Linked DNA regions of Mus musculus: region 1 is linked to region 2. A link is a contact called in public HiChIP or PLAC-seq data. All regions are on one chromosome and are shown on one strand. The core of a region is the stretch at or near the end of the contact, and the rest is flanking DNA. Distances in the headings are between cores, read along the strand shown. Region 1 overlaps Ajuba (ajuba LIM protein). Region 2 has its middle 20 kb from the start of Oxa1l.

Evidence for each region. HiChIP or PLAC-seq counts read pairs in DNA pulled down with a chosen protein or histone mark.
Region 1: a contact with region 2 is called in an H3K27ac HiChIP or PLAC-seq map of embryonic stem cells, with 6 read pairs. The contact joins two enhancer-like sites. A contact is called at or near these places in 1 of 39 promoter capture datasets (hematopoietic stem and progenitor cells), 2 of 115 datasets of contacts at active chromatin or transcription factors (embryonic stem cells and large pre-B cells) and 1 of 9 other capture datasets (liver).

Annotation. Positions count from the first base shown.
Region 1 is chr14:54,567,276-54,574,393 of GRCm38.p6, reverse strand. Ajuba (ajuba LIM protein) reads left to right here. Exons shown (of 8, transcript NM_010590.5): 2 at 901-1,002; 3 at 2,561-2,628; 4 at 2,731-2,793; 5 at 3,887-4,017; 6 at 4,098-4,149; 7 at 4,850-4,918; 8 at 5,338-6,925. The coding sequence ends at 5,463. Among named protein-coding and RNA genes, the nearest start is that of Ajuba, 6.8 kb to the left of the region's middle. Within about 2 kb of position 5,178, at least 39 of the 459 cell types and tissues checked have an H3K27ac peak or open chromatin away from gene starts, as enhancers often do. A contact at or near this core is called in embryonic stem cells, where this site is marked.
Region 2 is chr14:54,337,110-54,344,104 of GRCm38.p6, reverse strand. No RefSeq gene overlaps it. Among named protein-coding and RNA genes, the nearest start is that of Oxa1l, 20 kb to the left of the region's middle. Within about 2 kb of position 3,059, at least 6 of the 459 cell types and tissues checked have an H3K27ac peak or open chromatin away from gene starts, as enhancers often do. A contact at or near this core is called in embryonic stem cells, where this site is marked.

The sequences.
Region 1 (7,118 bases), core at 3,929-6,428, 230 kb before region 2:
CCCCAAAGACAGGTCTTAGCCCTCAGTCATGGGCCTGGAATTGGGGAGTGGAGGGAAGGAAGAACACGCCCAGGAAAGGCTGGTTCCAGAACCAGGTGTATGTATGCAGCTTAGTGGAGAGTGCCAGGGAAGAGCAGCTAAGCCCTGTTTTCACGGGGCAGGAAGGAGGTAGGGTCTGCTACCGACCCCTCCCCTCAAGTCCTATACAGTCCTCGTCCCTGAAGACCCAACTATGTTCTTAGCAGTAAGTACAGGAGTGTTCACGTGGCCCATCTACATAAAAAACCCATTGCTAGGCCAGATCAAGTTTTATGAATGGTAAAACTGAACTCCCAGAAAGACTTAAGGGGGCCTGGGTTGCTTCCTTTAGGAAGTTTTTCACGCCCCCCAGGTGCTGCAGAGCCCCTGTGTGAAACAAAGCGTCTTTAACTTAGCCGTTTTTTAAATAAATTAGGTAGTATGCTAAGCACCAAAGACGTGTTTGAAGAGTATCCGGTAATTGATAAGAATGGATCTGCCTAGTCAAGAGCGTGCCGCATCCTACTTCTCTCTTTAGGTTTTGAGACAGGGTCTTAGCTTGATCTCAGGCTTCACCTGCTGGGTAGCCAAGGTGAGCTCCCTTTGTCCTGCCTCTATATCCTGAGCGCCGGCCACTCTCACACCCATATTATTTGGTGCCAGGGATGGAATCCAGGGCTTCCTCCATGGTAGGCAAGCATTCTACAGGTTGAGCTTACAGCTCCAAACCCCCTCCCCCTGCACCCCGTTTCTAGTTACCCTATCTTCTCCAAAGGAGACTGTGCCCCTTGGCACATCAGGCAAGAAAGCTTGGGGATGATTGCTTGGGTTTGGGCTGGGGAGATAAGAGTGTGACTGTCCCCCCGACTCTTCTTATCTCAGGCACCTGTATCAAGTGCAACAAAGGTATCTATGGGCAGAGCAATGCCTGCCAGGCCCTGGACAGCCTCTACCACACCCAGTGCTTTGTCTGCTGCTCCTGTGGTGAGTGTACCTGCAGCTTAAGCCCCCCACCCCCACCGGCCAAACCCTGATGCAAAGGAGCACCTGCCAGGACCCATGGCTGTCCCATTCCCTTGTCTGAGCACTAGCTACCTGCCTTGTCCTCCCCCGGGGCTGTCTCTCAGCCTCCCTGCTCCGTCCTCTGAACCTCTCTTTCTCCTGTGCCTCCCTGCCGGCCCAGCTTTGGGCTCCAGCCCCACCTCTTCTTTGGTGAGGTTTGGTCTTGGGCAGCAGAGTTGCCTGGGGCGACGGTGAAAGACTGGAATGTGGGAAGGGCGGGGTGTGGGCTGGGGGAATGGGGAGCTTTGGGGGGTGCGGGAGGGGGTTTTTCTCTTGGCTGGTCAGAGTTCAGCCACCTCACTAGAGTGGAGGCCATCGGGCCATGCCAAGCTGATGACATCACACCGGAGGAATGTCTGCTGCTGCTGTTAGCTCAGGAGGCCCTCGGTGGGGGTGCTCCCCCCCCCACACCCTCCCTCACCTCTCATTATCCCTTCCACACTGCTTACCCGGTCTGATTCCTGCTAACCCTCTAATCTCCTATCTCTGCCTGTCTGACTCTACCACTCAGCTTTTCCCTTCCTCCCCCCACTTCTGCCTGCATCTCTCTGGGCTGATCTGGCTGCCCTTTCCTTTAGGCCTCTTCCTGGTGTGCCCCCTCTTTTCCTCTCCCATGTCAGAAAGTGAGCCTTTCTCGACGACCCCCCCCAGCAGAACTGGAACTGGGGAGCCTTCTCCTTCTGCACTCTGTTCTTCTTGCTGTCTTTGACCGCTCAGATCTGATGGAGTAGCTTCAGATCCGTTGGAGTAGCTTCAGATCCGATGGAGTAGCTTCATGGGTGTCAGGCTAAAATGGTCTGCCATGTAGAGTTGGGGAAAAAAAATCCCAGGAGCCTCTGACCCCAAAGACTTGTGTTCCTTGAAGCCCTCAAACAAAGCAGTAGCTTCCAAAGATGCCCTGACCACCACAGAGGCTAGACAGACGCGTGAGAATAGGATGGCTACAGTGAAATGAAGAATCCTGGGCTAAAACATCCCAGAGGCTAAGGCCTGGAACCAGTGTTCCATGCAAATCAAATAATACCTAGTCTAGTCAGAGCTTCTTAGCAGGTACACCAGCCTGGCCTGACCTTGGCTCTCTCTTAGGTGGCTCCCCATGCCTTGAGCCCTGAGGAGGTGTGGGTGGCAGACAGCTATTGAAGACACAGGAGCTAGAGGAGGAAGGAGCAGAAACGTTGTTCCGCTGGAATGAAGCCAAAGCCAATTGGAATTGTATCGTACTGGATTTTTTTTTTTCCTTTGAGGCAGGCTTTACTGTGTGTAGGCCATGCTGACCTTAAACTCTTGGTCTTTCTGTCTCTGTCACATGGATATGGGGTTTTTGTTTAGGAAGGGAAAATAGACCACACTTAGGAGGAAAGCTTTAAATAAAGTCCAGGTCCAAATGTCCTGTCAGGATTGGGGAGCAGGGGCCAGAAGAGGAAGAGCCCTGTGTGGGGGCTCCAGCGTTAACCTCCAGCGCCTCCTCTGCTGCTTCTAGGACGAACTTTGCGGTGCAAGGCTTTCTACAGCGTCAATGGCTCTGTCTACTGTGAGGAAGACTATCTGGTGAGTGAAGGGCCGAGGCTTGGCTTTCACAGTGGGACCCCGGCGGCCGGCGGGTTCCATCACAGTTTTCAGCGTGGTAACTCTGTCCTGTCTCCTCTCTAGTTTTCAGGGTTTCAGGAGGCAGCTGAGAAGTGCTGTGTCTGCGGCCACTTGATTCTAGAGAAGGTAAGGAACGCCCCTTCAGCTGGGTTTTGGGGGCCACCGGCCTGAAGGGCAAGAACTAGTGGCATTGCAAATAGAGAGCCTTTTGCTAGATGGTCATTTTCTTACCCGTCCTCCCCAAAGCTGCCTCACGGTGATCCCCTGTGAGAGCCAGTCCGTAGTCTCAGCCTCCAAGGGCGTCTGTGATCTGTCCCTTCCCTGATTCTGGACACAGCTGCCCTCCAGCCTGAGCTACGTGAATCGGCTCCCTTTTCTGCTACTGGTCGGAAACAGCTGGAACTCAGCTTTCTTTTCTGTATAAGAAGAAGGAATTGGGTTAAGGTTTACAGGATCCATGATCCTTGACTGTTGCTGTCTAGTAGCTACCTGGGAAGAACTGACAAAAGGAATTCATTCTGGCACCCACCTCAAATTGTAATAAAAAAGAGGGGTGGTCTGTTAGTTGAGCGAATGCCACAAGACAGCCTGGGCTCCATCCTCAACCCTGCGCAAACCAGCCGTAGTGCGGCAGAGGGTGTCGGGGTCAAAGCCATCCTCAGCTATGCGGTGATGAGGTTTGGGTTTTCTCTCTATTTTTTCTTCTTGGTTTTGGGTTTTCAGGTAGTCCTGGCTGTCCTGGAACTCACAGAGATCAGCCTGCCTCTGCCTCCCAAGTGCTAGCACTAAAGGTCTGTCCTGCTGCTGCCAGGCTCCATAGAGGTTTTTTTTGTTTGTTTGTTTTGTTTTTGTTTTTGTGGGTTTTTTTTTTTTTTTTTTTTTCCCGAGACAGGGTTTCTCTGTATAGCCCTGGCTGTCTTGGAACTCACTCTGTAGACCAGGCTGGCCTTGAACTCAGAAATCCGCCTGCCTCTGCCTTCTGAGTGCTGGGATTAAAGGCGTGCGCCACCACGCCCGGCTTCCATAGAGTTTTTAAGGCCAGTCTTAAGATACTTTTGACCCTGTCTCCAAGAAAGACTCCTTGGTCCCCTCAAATTAGGTAGCATTCTTCTAGGAGGACTGGGGGTGGGGTGGGGTTGGTGGTGGAAAGGAACGTGATGGGTAGCTGGAGAGAGGCTGTGGGGACACTGATCCTTCTCCCGCCCGCCCTGTGAGCTAGATCCTCCAGGCCATGGGGAAGTCCTATCACCCGGGCTGCTTCCGATGCATCGTATGTAACAAGTGCCTGGACGGCGTCCCCTTCACTGTGGACTTCTCCAACCAGGTGTACTGTGTTACCGACTACCACAAGTGAGTCTGACCCCTGGGAGGAAATGTGGGCCTGGGCCCAGGGAGTCCTCAGCCTCACTTATCACTGTCTTCTTTTTTAGAAATTACGCCCCGAAATGTGCAGCCTGCGGACAACCCATCCTCCCCTCAGAGGTCAGTGTATCCAGAGTTCCTCGGGGCGGCCAGCGCTGCCGCCTCTGGGGAGGAGATGGGGACATGCAGCCTGGCCCTTGGGAAGTGGCACTTCGAAGGAATGTGCATTCTGTGAAAGATTCCCGTGTGACTCTGCTCTTGGGGTCACCACCCTGACCTAAACATCCGGACCTAGACTAGCTGGGCCCAGGCTCCATATCTTCTGTCCCCCGTACAGAGAACAAGGCTTTCTTTGGAAGTCAAGGTCACCAGATACAGGGACTGAAAAGGGGTGAAACTGTCCTTAAACTGGTAAAAAAAAAAGGGACAGGGATTATTTGAGCTGTGTGTGGAGAGGGTATGTCTAGAGGAAAAGCTACAGCCTCTTCCTTATATTGGCTTGTGCTCAGCCTTTGCCTTCCCCTGCCCCTCCCCCTCCCCCCTGCTTCTCAGCAGGAGGAAGCTAGCAAGTAAGGCTGAGCCCCTGTGTGTGGAGGGGAGCTAGAGGCCTGGAGGCATGGACAGTGCCAGGGTAGTGGGTAGCATTCTGGTAGGAGTTGCTTAAAAGATCTCAAAGCTACATGTTAGCTACGTGGAATCTAACTGCGGGAAGAGGCCTTTATAAACCCTCTTGATGGAGCAGGAGGGTTTCTGTGGTATGGGATGGGGATTTGGGGACACCATGCTCTGCTTATCCCCCATGGGACTCTACGTGTTTCAGGGCTGTGAGGACATTGTGAGGGTGATATCCATGGACCGTGATTATCACTTTGAGTGCTACCACTGTGAGGTAAGTGTTGGGGTTCGGGGATGATGTGGGGAAATCGGAATTTGGAAGGGGGATTCTTGGAATGACTGGGCATCTGTGGGAGGGATTTAGGATACAGAAAACCAGGACACTGCAGTGACCTATGTCCAGTCTCTCTTGTCCTCTAGCTTTTCTTTCTAATCCTAGTTCTTTTTAAATCTGGAATCTGGCTTCCCCAGCCTCTGAACTGCTGGAATGGGGCTTGTCTCATGATTTCTGCTGCTGCAGCGACCCCTGGTGTCCAGAAGAAGTATTTCTCGGGTTTTCACTTCAAGTCCACCCTTTCACCCTTCACCCTCCCTGGGGCCTTACCACTCACTTGTCCAGTCACCCGGAGTCTCCCAGGATGGCCTCAGGGTAGGGAGCCTGGGTGGAAGTGAACCAGTTGCCTTCTTCCCTAGGACTGCCGCATGCAGCTGAGTGACGAGGAAGGTTGCTGCTGTTTCCCTCTTGATGGACATTTGCTCTGCCACGGCTGTCACATGCAGCGCCTCAGTGCCCGGCAGCCCTCTACCAACTATATCTGAGCTGACGTTACTGCTGCCACCACCACTGTGGAGAAACTCTCTGGCCAGCGGAGGCAAGGAGTGTATTCTGCAATCCTTGTGAAGAGGTCTCTGGGGAGGCCCCGAAGGCCAGAGACCCAAAGATCCTAACATTCCAAATGGGCTGCGGAGGAGGAACCTTCTGGTTGCCGGGAGAGTTGACTGGTGTTCATTGCGTGCAGCCTGTGCTACAGTAGATGGGATGTAGCACACGCAGGCGGGTTTCAGTACTTCCTGAACGCCAGATTATAATGTATTTTTCCAGTGTATGTTTCTATATACGTCACACAATGTTCTGGTGCTGGATCACATGAGGGCATCACAGAAACCACCCCCAGTCTGTTGTACCCTATGCATGGAGTCAGTGGAACCTTTCCCACGGGATCCTATCTTTGTCTGCGCTAAGGGCTGGAAGCCCTGGACTTTGTGATGAGCCATTTCTTGGCTCTCTCCCTAAGGACTAGAGAGCTCCCCGTGTCTGTCTGCTGGGACTGGGACCAGCTCTGGGGGACCTTGCTGCCTGTGTTGCCTGTTTCTCAGGGACCTGGGGAGGCTAACTGGGGCCTGTCCCTGGTTGCTGTTTTGCTCTTCTGGGGGAAGAAATGAGCAGGTTTCTGGATGTGAAACTTGCCGGTGAGTAGGATGTCCCTGAAGCATCAGGCTAGCCCCACTCCCCCTGTTTAAGTGCACTGAGCCTGTAGCCCAGCATATGTGGATACATTGTAGCCACGTGTGCCTGTGCACCTCCCTCCCTACTCCTCTTTTCTCAGGTGACTTACGCTTAGTTCCCTAGCAGTAGCCTATCTTTTGAGACCCCTTTTTAAAAGGGATCCTGCATTGGATCTGACCTGTTACAACCCCACCACTCAAGGCATTGGGGAAGCTGGAGAGAAGAAAAATAGGTTGACTTGGTTCTAGCCGCTTGGCTGAAACTTGAATTCCCCTTAAGCAGGATGTCTTAAAGCCAGGTCACTTGCTGGCTGGAACTCAAGTTCATTTGATGACCAGGTTGCCAAGAGTCCTGTCCCCTACTGAGTGTTCTTATAGCTGCCTACATGTTTTGTTCTTTTCATTGCACTGAGCATTCAGTGATTCCTGCCTGTTCATCAAGAGTATGTCAGAGGTTTGTTTGGTTTTTGGTTTTTCGAGACAGGGTTTCTCTGTATAGCTCTGGCTGTCCTGGAACTCACTCTGTAGACCAGGCTGGCCTTGAACTCAGAAATCCGCCTGCCTCTGCCTCCCAAGCGTGGGATTAAAGGCGTGCGCCACCACGCCTGGCTTACTTCAGAGTTATTAGCAACCTACATTTATCAACTTTGTGGCACTTTGTGATACAAATGTTCCCTGCCTCCTTGGGTGTCTTCCTACTATGCCATTATTTCTCTGACACTTAAGAAAGAAAAAGTTGAAATTCTAGCAGTAAATACAGTTGATGCAGACACTTTGTGAGTGTATTGTGGTTCTTCTTTGCTGTTCACTATGGCTTCAATCCTTGAAGCCTTATGCCTTGAAGATGTAAAGGGGCTCTATGGATTCGCCTTGGTCTGGCTTCTCCATTCACATTGTTAAAATGTGATTGTGTCATAAACAAGTGAGTCTGGAAATGACTGACCTGAGGACAGAAGACCCACCCTTGA
Region 2 (6,995 bases), core at 1,810-4,309:
AGCAAACTTTTTAGGTAAAATTGATAATCATTATCCAAAGGATAAGTTGTTAAAAATTGCTTCTATGCACGCTTTTGTATTTTCTGTAAATTTATACATGCATGCATCCCATAAAGAATACATCTACTGTATTTAAAAACAGGCCTTCTATGGGAGAGAAGTATATGTGATTGGATATATATATATATATATATATATATATATATATATATATATATATTTCAGGGCCTACAATTGTTTGAAATTGTTCCTTTTTTAGATACTGCTAATTCTCAAAATTGCAATTGTTTATGCATATACAACCCAAGTTAAGAAAAAAATACTGTTCCTTTAAAGGACTGTCTTTGGACATTTAAGAACTCATCCTAGATTGCCTGGACAAGACCCCTTAAGGTGACGCCACCCCAGATTTGTATCCCAGGCAGATTATAGGCCTTACACAAGAATAACTGGCCATATAATCTCATTCTTTACATCATCAAAATAGAAATGGCTTGAGATAATAATTTGGTATTTTTAGAGAATGTGCATGTCAAATTGTAGAGACTTGTTCTCAGTGTTCCCAGTTTCTACCTGTTCCACATAATGGTGTTAATTCTCGAGGACTTATACTTAATCAATAATTGCAAATGGATACTTATATTTCTGATTTTAGAAAATAAAATATGCATATGTGACTATTGATACCTTTTCAGGCTTTCTAGTTGCAACTGCTTTAACAGGAAAAGCAACTAAAAATGTAATTAGTCATTGCCTGCATTGTTTTTCTATGCTTGGAGTTCCAAATCAAATTATAACAGATATTGGAACTGGGTATTACAGTCAAGCATTTGAGATTAAAAAAATTACTTATTTATTTCTTAATATTTATTTATTATATGTAAGTACACTATAGCTGTCTTCAGACACTCAAGAAGAGAGCATCAGATTTTGTTACGAATGGTTGCTGGGATTTGAACTCAGGACCTTTGGAAGAGCAGTCAGTGCTCTTTTTTTTTTTTTTTTTTTTTTAAGATTTATTTATTTATTATATGTAAGTACACTGTAGCTGTCTTCAGATACACCAGAAGAGGGCATCAGATCTCATTACGGGTGGTTGTGAGCCACCATGTGGTTGCTGGGATTTGAACTTCAGACCTTCGTTAGAGCAGTCAGGTGCTCTTACCCACTGAGCCATCTCACCAGCCCGCAGTCAGTGCTCTTAACCGCTGAGCCATCTCACCAGCCAGCATTTGAGATGTTTTGTCAACAATTTAATGTTACCCATGTTACTGGGATTTTTTATAATTCTCAAGGACAAGGTATTGTGGAACTTTAAAACTATATCTTCTTAAACAAAAAAGGGGAGAATTATATCCCCATGCACATTATTTAAATCACACTTTTTATTTTAAAAATTTTAAAATTTGGATACCAAAGAACTCCTTGCTGAGTGCCTTATAGTATCCTACAACTAGGCATACTCATGCCTAGGTGAGATGAAAGGATCTATTTATCGGCATATGGCATGATCCTTATCAGATATTTAATATGGGGAAGAGGGAATGTTTGTGGTTTTTTTCCACAGAATGCTGCAAGAGCTTGCTAGCTGCCAGAGTGATTGGTGTGGCAAGCTGACATAAAAGGATAACGCTGACCTGTGAGCTTACTGAGTGCCCTGACAATGGTAGCAAGAAAGCTATATTAGATATATGTTCTTGACCCACCTTTGCTTGCCTATGTCCCAGATTAGACAAGCTAAACTGCCTTGCTTCAAGGACAGAGAACATAGAGAGATTGTGGAAACTGATTTAGGAAAACGAATCAAAGGGAGGAGTTACAATGACTCTTCTCTTTCCTTTAATGGGATCAGTTATTCTGGCTCAATCATGGACTGGTCTAGAAATAATTCCAATATTGGAGATTCCTATTATGAAGATAGCTAAAAATCTTTATCAGCCAGCAGAGTTAACTTGGAGCATAGCCTCCACTATTTACATGAGAAGTTAACAGTTTTTCTGTTGATTCTCAAGCCCAGCACCCCCACCCCCACCCCCCCAGCTTGGGCTTGATCTCTGCTAATTTGCAACTGAATTAAGTGCCTGGGACATCCCCACAGACTACCTTAATCTTGCTGCTTTCAACTTTGACTTTGTGTTTCAAGCAGGTCAGTTGCCTCCATGCAGGTTTGCCTTCAGCAAAGCACAGATGGCAGTGATTCACGGCTATGAAGAAATGCATTGAGTGCATATTGTGGCTTTGGTCTGATTGGGAAAAAGGTGTGCAATGAGGGCCGGCAGCCAAGGATGGGCCACTGGGTCTATGGCTTATTTCAACCTAAGACAGAGGCATGTGCCAATAGGCTGTGTTTGTTCATAATCAACACTAAAATGCTATGTTTGTGCAAATAAACACAAGCTGCACATGTTCTCTGAGACGGGTCTGAATAAGTCCAATTAGTCCTAAGACAGGCATGGCTAACAGCCACCATAATTCTCAGGCAGGACCATGGAGCATAAGTAAATTATATGCCTCAGTCCAGCTAATTTTTAATAAATAAAAAGGGAGGAACTGTGCCCTTCCCCCAGCCTTGAGCAGGCTGGCTCAGACCTTGCTTGCCACAGCCAGCTAGCCCACCTAGGGTGGAGTCTTCTGACCTAGGTAAAGTCTATTGTCCTGCCACATCTGCACCTTTCCTCCAAGATGCCACTACCTGCTGAGAGGTTGAACCTCTTTTCCTGACAAAAGGCAGCTGATCCTCACAAGCAAAGAGATCCTGGCATGGTAGGGGATGGGTCCCCCCCTTTATAAGCTTAAACTCTTAATTAAACAGTGGCCTTGATCAGAAAACTTTGTCTTGGCTCGTTATTTCTTTTGCTGCCTTTCCCATCCCAAATCCCATCTTTACTTTCAGGAACCCAGTAACCTGTGGACGCAGGTGGCTGGCTACACCATATAAACCTTTAACTTCCAGAAACCCCGACTTCTTTCATATCATGTGTGTTCAACTAACTCCTCCCGTGGACTCACATTGGGCTCCTCCAAGTTTCACCTACCCAAGCACTGTGTCCCACAGCTGACTCCTACTATGTGGGGCACACCCAACTGACTCGCAGCCCAGCTGATGATCCACTCAGACCCACATTGGAACTCCAGATTAAACAAAGACCGTGAGTATCCCTGGCACCCGTTCCAAAAATCCAGACCTTCCAGCCACTCTGAAGAGAGTCACTCTATTGTCTTCCCACTTTTGTTTTCGGGGAGAGCTATTGCACTGACTCTGGTCCAAATCCAGAAAGTCTAATGGATCATGAACAAAAACTCCGATTCCATCCCCTACCCCCCCCCCCATGCTTTATTCTTTCTTTTTCCACTCCTGGCCTCCCCGCCCATTTGACTTTTTCTTATCCATCTATCTATCTATCTATCTATCTATCTATCTATCTATCTATCTATCTATCTATCTATCTATCTATCTATCTATCATCCAGCCATTGCCCCTTCTCCCAGACCCCCTCCCACAGTTCCTCAGACCATTCCTCCCCCTCCTGTCTCTGAGAGAATGCTTCCCTACCACCAGGCCTCCCCCCTCCCTGGGGTCTCAACTCTCTCGTGGATTAGGCACACCTTTTCCCACTGAGGCCAGACAAGGCAGTACCTTACTATATATGTATGTGTGTGTGTGTGTATGTGGGCACTTGTGTATGCTGCCTGGTTTGGTTGGTGACTCAGTGTCTGGGAGCTCCCAGAGGTCCCGGTTAGTTGAGACTGATGGTCTCCCTATGGGTCGCCCTCCCCTTTTGCTTCTTCCATAACTTTCCCTAGTTCCCCATAGGGGTCTCCAACTTCAGTCCAATGGTTGAATGTAAACATCTGCATTTGTCTCAGTCAGCTACTGATTGGGCTTCTCAGAGGATAGCTATGCTAGGCTCCTGTCATGTATGTCCTTTTGGATCTGGGTTACTTCACTCAGGATGGTATTTTCTAGTTCAACCCATTTGCCTGCATAACTCATGATGTTCTCATTCTTAATAGCTGAGTAGTATTCCATTTGTAAATGTACCACATTTTCTGTATCTGTTCTTCCATTTTGGGACATATGGATTGTTTCCAGATTCTGGATATTACAAACAAGGCCACTATGAACATAGTGGAGCATGTGTCCCTCTGGTGTGGTGGGGCATCTTTTTGGTATATGTCCAAGAGTGGTATAGCTGGATCTTCTGGTAGGTCTATTTCCTATTTTCTGAAGAACCGCCAGATTGATTTCCAGAGTGGTTGTACCAATTTGAAATTCCACCAGCAATGGAGGAGTGTTCTCTTTCTCCACATCCTCACCAGCATGTGCTGTCACCTGAGTTTTTGATCTTAGCCATTCTGACTGGTGTGAGGTGGAATCTCAGGGTCATTTTGATTTGCATTTCCCTGATGACTAAGAACTTTGAACATTTCCTTAAGTGCTTCTTGGCCATTTAAAATTCCTCTGTTGGGCTGGTGAGATGGCTCAGTGGATAAGAGCACCCAACTGCTCTTCCGAAGGTCCAGAGTTCAAATCCCAGCAACCACATAGTGGCTCACAACCATCTGTAACGAGATCTGACTCCCTCTTCTGGAGTGTCTGAAGACAGCTACAATGTACTTCCATATAATAAATAAATAAATCTTTTTAAAAAAATTCCTCTGTTGTGAATTCTTTTTTTTGTTCTATACCCCATTTTTAAATTGAGTTATTTGTGTTTTTTTTTTTTTTTTTTTTTTTTTTGGCGGTTAGCTTCTTGAGTTCTTTATATAGTTTGGATATTAGCCCTCTATTGGATGTGGGGTTAACGAAGTTTTTTGTTTTTGTTTTTGTTTTTTTTTTCCCTTCCCATTTTGTAGGTTACTGATTTTTCCTATTGACTGTGCCTTTTGCCTTATAGAAGTTTTTCTGTTACAGAAGCTTTTCAGTTTCACGAGGCCCCATTTATCAATTGTTGATCTTAGAGCCTGAGCCATTGGAGTTCAGTTAGTGTCAATGAGTTCGAGGCTTTCTCCCACTTTCTCCTCTATTAGGTTCAGTGTATCTGGTTTTACATTGAGATCCTTGATCCACTTGGACTTCAGCTTTGTGCTAGAATAAAGCTTACCTGGTCATAATGAATGATCTTTTACTTATTTATTACTTATTTTTATGTGTATGAGTGTTTTGCTTGCATGTAAGTATATGTACTGTGTGCATTTAATACTTAAGCAGGCCAGAAGAAGGCATCATATCTACTGGAACTGGATTTACAGATGGTTATGAGCCACTCTATAGATGCTAAGAACAGAACTTGGGTTCTCTGCAAGAGCAACAAGCATGATTAACCACGGAACCATCTCTCCAGCCCCACAACAAACATTTTGATGTGCTTTTGAATCTTGAAGTGCCAATATTTTATTTTATTGAGAATTTTAAAAATCGATATTTAATGGGGAGATAGGTCTGTTATTTTCTTTGTATTTTTAAAAAATAATTACTTATTTTATGTATAGGAGTATACTGTAGCTTCAGACGCACCAGAAGAGGGCATTGGATTCCATTACAGATGGTTGTGAGCTACCATGTGGTTGCTGGAAATTGAACTAAGGACCTCTGGAGGAACAATCAGTGCTCTTAACTGCTCAGCCATCTCTCCAGCCCTGTATCTTTTTCTTTTGTGGTGTCTTTTTTGTTGTTGTTGTTTTTTGTTTTTGTTTTTTTGAGACAGGGTTTCTCTGTATAGCCCTGGCTGTCCTGGAACTCACTTTGTAGATCAGGCTGACCTCGAACTCAGAAATCTGCCTGCCTCTGCCTCCCAAGTGCTGGGATTAAAGGCGTGCGCCACCACAGCCCGGCTTTTTTGTGGTGTCTTTATCTGGTTATGATATCACAATTCTGCTTTCTGTTCATAAAAAGAGTTTGAAAGCCTCCATTCTTTTTCTATTTTATGGAATAATTTGAGTAGCATTGGTGTTAGTTTTTCTTCAAAGCTCTGTTAGAATTCTGCAGTAAACCTGGTCCTGGACTTTATTTTTATTATTAATTATTTTACTAATTAAGCTCTGGACATTTTTTTTTAAGTTGGGAGATGTTTTACTATGACTTCAATTCCACTGTTGGTTATAGATCTAGTTAAATTATTTATTTGTTCTTGATTTAACTTCTGTAGGTTATTTTAAACAGAGATTAATCCATTTCTTTGACGTTTTCTAATTTGTTGAAGTATGCCATCATAATTTTGATTTTAATTGGTATCTATTGTAACACCTCCCTTTTTATCTCTTGGTTTATTTTATTTATTTTTTAACTTTTATTTTTTACTTATGTATATGGATTTTTGTATGCATGTATGCATGTCTGTGTACCAGTTGCCTGCCTGGTACTCCTAGAAGCCAGAAGAGGCATCTGATCCCCTGGGACTTGAGTTATAGTAAGTTGATTGTTGTTCTGTGGGTACTAAGAATTGAACCTGAGTCCTCTACAAGAGCAGCCACCAGTCCTCTTCGCTACTGAACCAAATTTTTGTCAACCTGGTTTTTCTTTCCAAAGAACCACCTGTTTGTGTGTGTGTGTGTGTGTGTGTGTGTGTGTGTGTGTGTGTGTGTGTGTGTGTGTGTGTGTGTGTGTGTGTGTGTGTGGTTTTTTTGAGACAGGGTGTACTGGCTGGTTTTATGTGTCAACTTGACACAGGCTGGGGTTTTCACAGAGAAAGGAGCTTCAGTTGGGGAAGTGCCTCCATGAGATCCAGCTGTAAGGCATTTTCTCAATTAGTGATCAAGGGGGAAAGGCCCCTTGTGGGTGGGACCATCTCTGGGCTGGCAGTCTTGGGTTCTATAAGAGAGCAGGCTGAGCAAGCCAGGGGAAGCAAGCCAGTAAAGAACATTCCTCCATGGCCTCTGCATCAGCTCCTGCTTCCTGACCTGCTTGAGTTCCAGTCCTGACTTCCTTTGGTGATGAACAGCAGTATGGAAGTGTAAGCTGAATAAACCCTTTCCTCCTCAACTTGCTTCTTGGT